2 separate regions of the Gossypium hirsutum genome follow, and region 1 is linked to region 2. A link is a contact called in public Hi-C data. All regions are on one chromosome and are shown on one strand. The core of a region is the stretch at or near the end of the contact, and the rest is flanking DNA. Distances in the headings are between cores, read along the strand shown. Region 1 holds the start of LOC107918063 (50S ribosomal protein L35, chloroplastic). Region 2 holds the start of LOC121204598 (pentatricopeptide repeat-containing protein At4g30825, chloroplastic).

Evidence for each region. Hi-C and Micro-C count contacts between places; a contact is called where the count stands out from the background.
Region 1: a contact with region 2 is called in a Hi-C map of leaf, with 5 times the contacts expected there. The contact joins the promoter of LOC107918063 here to the promoter of LOC121204598 in region 2. A contact is called at or near these places in 4 of 34 Hi-C or Micro-C datasets (hypocotyl and leaf).

What each region holds. Positions count from the first base shown.
Region 1 is chrA08:45,840,477-45,843,176 of Gossypium_hirsutum_v2.1, forward strand. LOC107918063 (50S ribosomal protein L35, chloroplastic) reads right to left here and starts at 1,446. Exons shown (of 3, transcript XM_016847568.2): 1 at 1,004-1,446; 2 at 708-824. The coding sequence starts at 1,291.
Region 2 is chrA08:44,900,555-44,903,254 of Gossypium_hirsutum_v2.1, forward strand. It overlaps LOC121204598 (pentatricopeptide repeat-containing protein At4g30825, chloroplastic), which reads left to right and starts at 1,281. Exons shown (of 2, transcript XM_041074728.1): 1 at 1,281-2,700. The coding sequence starts at 1,529.

The DNA.
Region 1 (2,700 bases), core at 196-2,695, 940 kb after region 2:
TTTCTCTAAGAGACATTTGACTCTTTTCTTGATACGAGATGAAAAATGGACCTAGGATGGCAGACAGCATATAGCCTAAATGGGGTAGCAATTAAAACAATTATTCCTTCAGGAATATTTGCTCTCTCTGGATAACTTAGAAACTAAAAGAAAGTAATTTGAAGCCTGTCTGATTGAAAATCTTGAAATGCCAAGGCAGAGCTCATCTACATATCCAAACCACACTGGTAAACTGTATTAGAGCCAAGAGACAGAATAGCAGGACTAAATTCCTATTCAAGTTGGGGAAACCAGAAGAAGGGGAAGATCCACCAAAACTTGGGAGATTTTTTTTTTTTAGAAAAAAGTGAGCCTCATTCTAAGACTTTCAAAAGTAAAAACAATAATTATTCAGTTTCCTTAACGAATTTTCTCATTGCAATGTCTTATTGGCTTTCTTACATCCCACCAACCACTCCTTGCAGTTTAAGTTTTATTTGTTTGACACAAGATAACAGTCATGATAAGGAGCTTGGAATTAAGAAATTAAAAGTATAAGCTACAAATCCATATCCCACAGTTGCTTATCCCTTCTATGCAAGAACCAAAACGCAGCATTAATTTGGAGGAATTAGCAGTCAGGCTATCTAAAAGATAAAAGGATTTTAATAATTATTAATAATAATAACAAAGTAGAATCTGAGGCGAAAAGGGGAAAAAAGACTGACCATTTTGGAGAGGCGCAATTTACGCTTGGTGTTCTTCTTAGCCAACAAATGCTGCTTCCCAGCTCTCCTTCTTACTATTTTCCCTCGTCCTGTCACCCGGAATCGCTTTGCTGAAGCCTAATAAACCATATATATGACAACATGGTATCCATTAGAAAAGCAAAGCAAATAACTAAATCTATTCATAAAATTTTTTAAATTTGCTGAATTCTAAAAATGTGGATTCTTTTGGCACAAGTTTTCCTGGATATGGCAACCAAATTCACTGGAAGCAAAGAGAAGAAAGAGAGAAGTACCTTGTGGGTTTTCATTTTGTAGCCTTTAGCCGCAAAGACAGTGGGGGATTGGAGTGTTTGGGGGGCAGGGGCGAAAGCGGGAAGGGCCTGGGAAGCAAAGGAAGGAAAAGCAGAGATGGTTTGAGAGGAACTGAGTTTCAAGGCTTTGCCCACCTTGTTGAATTGGAGGAGTTGGAGCGAGCCACGAGGAAGTCGAGTGGATGAGAAGGGATGGGGATGGGGATGAGGATGAGGATGGGGAATGGGTAAAGTAAGAGAAAGAGTGGTTAAATTGAGAGAAGAAGCCATTGAGGAAGAATGAAATGAATGTGTTGAAGCTAAGGATGTTATTATTGTATGTGGGAAAGTAGTAGATTAGGATAGAACCGCAGAAAACTGCCGTCTCAGACGTTGCGTCCTCATGGATTGCCATGCTGCTGCGGAATATTCGCCATTTGTTTGTGGCCTTAGTTCTTTTGAATTTATTTCCTAATATGTAATAAGAAAATTTGGTTAACAGCTTGGGTACATTTTGATTAACAGCTAATTAAGCATGTTTAGAAAAAAGAAATCATGATAATACAAATAAAATGAATTAATGATATCAACCACCAATCTCAAATAAATCTATTTTCTTACTTCATCACTTCAAACAATCAATACAAACTTTTATATTCCCTCTATACTTTCAATTAAAGTTCTAAATTTGGAAATGGAAACAAAGAAAAGATGTTTTTTTTTTGTTAATATATAATTTATGCTCTAAATTTGCTCAAAAATATTTAATTGGTATCTAAATTTTTTTGAGTTTAGTTGATACTTGAACTTGCATTTTATCACCCATATTAATATCTCTACACTAACACTATTAGTTTATACTAATGTAGTACTGATGTTCAATCCAATGGTGAATGGTGACAGCCTCAGTATACCATGTACTGAAAAAAATAAAAAAAATAAAACTTTAAAAATATATTAATTAATGAAAAGTATATTTTTTTATATCAATGATGAACGTGGATAAATTGTTGTCCTGACACATTTGAATTTGGACAATCATATATTTAAATTCATTTTAGATGTATTTTTAGTAAGTTTATACGTTTTTTATTTATAAAATAACAAGTTATTTATATTATTATAAAATTAAATATATATAATTTTAAAAAAATAAAAATATAAAACAAAGTTTTTACTTCTACAAGGTTGTCTAAATTCAAATGCATTTGATGTTTTCTTATTTATTGTGATGTATTCATTTATGGCGACTTATTTATCCTTCATTTGTAAACTTTTTTTAGTACATTTTATTTGTAAACTTTATAATTATCTTTTTATCTAATATTTATATTATATATAAATGGATAATGTATAAAAATTGTCACTTAACTATTAAGTTTGCTCTATATTTAATTTTTTAATGTTTTTAAATTTTATCAATTTGATTTTAAATTTAAAAAAATCATCAAATTTAGCCTTTAATATTATAAAATTTATCATTTTAGTCATAATTATTAAAAAATATTTTAAAATTTTAAAACTTTGAAAAGTAAATATAAAAATATTTTTAAAATTTTTTGTACTCAAAATGACTTTCAATAATATCTTTCACATTGTTCTTTGGCTCATTCAATTAATGTAGTTGGAATTATTAAATGTCATGGCCTCGATATCAATCTCTCTATAGTGCTTGAACTATAAATGATTAAGGCATGAAA
Region 2 (2,700 bases), core at 31-2,530:
GATCTGGGAGCGAGAAGAAGGCCGGAAAACGACGTTGAAAGGGTGAAAGATCTAGGGTTTTGCAGGAGAGGAGAAAGACGGAGAGAGAGTCGGGGGGGGCGGAGATTTGGGCTTAGAACAACAGACCCCAAAAGAAGGCTAATTGGACCTGAAAGGTGGAGAGTAGTTGCTGGGATGGGTGGGGATAAGGTGAAAATTGTGGGGTTTAATAAATTAAAATTTTCGAAAAAAAGAAACTACGTAAGATATCCCACTTTATTTAATTTTGGACTTTTGGGTAGGGGGAACCAATTGACTTTGATCTAATCTACCCAAGGCAGAGACAGCCCAATGGCTTGCCATCTCCCAATTTGTTCAATTCAACGCCCTTTCTTTATCCACCTTCACTCTTTTTCTAGCTGACTTGGGTTTTTGGGTGGCTTCTCATACGAACAACATTTCAACCCAATTGCTGTATAGCAAGGCCACTGTCGTTTATTCTACTAAAATATTATAATATCGGGGTTGAAGTTGAATACTTCAAGAGATTTGCCAACTTCATCCATCATATGAATGGTCTTGTTTCGTTTACTTAGACTGTAACCATTTTTGTTATCAAAATCAAAATGAATTATTAATATAATCTACAAAATTATCCCACCTTTTTTTTATTATGCTTGATAATACAAGGTAAAGTGACATAACCTCCTATATAAACATAAATTTAGTGGGTTACTTGATAGTAGGAATGTTGATCAATGTTAGTGACTTGAAATAAGTAAAAGTATGATTCACGTGTATTTTTTTCATCATTAATTTAGTCATATTTATTTACTGCTGCTTGATTATGGTTAACAAATATAAATATTTTATTATTTTTATTTATTCACTTTTTAAGATTAAATTAATAAAAGGGATTTAATTACCGGTTGAAAAATAGTTTATAATTAAAATTACCTCAGAGCTGTATTTATTTATGAGCTAAATTTTACTATTAGTTTTTATATTATATGTAAGTTGTAGATTTAATTTAGTATACTTTAATTTGATTACTTTTAGTCCTTGAATTTTAATGAATTTTAAAATTCTAGTCTTGACCAAATAATTATTAATAAATTTATTATTTTTACTATTTTTTAAAGTATGATCGATAAATATATTATTACATATACAATGCAATGCTATCTCACTATTTTCACATATTATTTAAAAAATTTAAAAATTTATTGCTTAGTTAAAATTAAACCATTTAAAAAGTAAATTAACTTTTATTTATTTATTCTGTTTGTTACTGTTGTAATGTAAACCGATTGTTTGTCATGGCTGTAAAGTAGAAAAGGAAATTTAAAAAAAAAAAAAAGAAGAAGAAGAAAAAAAGCAAGAAGATCCAGAAACGGTTATTTTGCTCCACTGCTTCAACCTCCTTTATCCCATCATCAAGGTATGCACAATAGCCTTCTCTCTACTGCTTTCTTCTTTAATTCCATTCATCCACAAAAGTGATGCATAATTTTTTCTTCAAAATCCGATAACAGTAATTATAACAACTATGGCTTCTTTGAAATTGTCCCTTTCTTGGGACTCTGTCGATTCAAAGAAACTCAGCTTCTACGTTAACCCGTCTCATTTACCTGATCAATGTTCCAGTTTTTCATTCACCAGTTGTTTTCATGTCGCAAGAGCTGCTTCCATGCTCACTTCTTTGACTAGGCTCAAACATATTAGAGTCGAACCCGCCAACGTTCCTGACCCTAACCCAGTCGATAGAGATACCCCTTTTTCTTCCGAAAATGAATTAGTGAATGAAAACCCAAAACTTGTTGAGGGCCGAAAAGGTCAAAACCGCGAGAAAGGGATAACAAGAAATGTGGGTTTCAGGTTTGGTTCCAGAAGGAACGGTAACGAAGTAGAAAAAGGAGATCTTTTCGTGTGTAGAAATAGCGGGTTGGATGTTGATTATACTGCTATAAAGCCTGACTTGAATTTGGAGCATTGTAATTCTATATTGAAAAGGCTTGAGAAGTCTAATGATGGTAATGCTTTGAGATTTTTTGAGTGGCTGAGGAGCAATGGGAAATTAGATGGAAATGTGATGGCTTATAGATTGGTTCTTCGAGTTTTGGGCAGGAGACAAGATTGGGACGCTGCTGAAATAATGGTTAGGCAAGCAAAATGCGATTCCGGCTGTGAGCTTGATTTTCAGGTTTTCAATACAATCATATACGCCTGTTCTAAAAGGGGGCTTGTTGAAATGGGTGCTAAGTGGTTTAGAATGATGCTGGAACATGGGGTTCAGCCAAATGTTGCCACTTATGGGATGCTTATGGGACTTTACCAGAAGGGTTGGAATGTTAGGGACGCAGAGTTTGCACTTTCACAAATGAGGAGTTCTGGCATTGTATGTCAGTCTGCATACTCTGCAATGATCACAATTTATACACGGTTGAGTTTGTATGACAAAGCGGAAGAGGTTATCAGCTTTATGAGAGAAGATAAAGTCGCATTGAATCTTGAGAATTGGTTGGTGATGCTTAATGCTTATAGTCAAAGTGGCAAGTTAGAGGAGGCCGAGCAGGTATTGGTTTCAATGCAAGAAGCAGGCTTTTCTCCAAATATTGTTGCATACAATACACTGATCACAGGGTATGGAAGAGCATCAAATATGGATGCAGCTCAATGTGTATTCCTGAGCATCCGGCAAGTTGGATTAGAACCTGATGG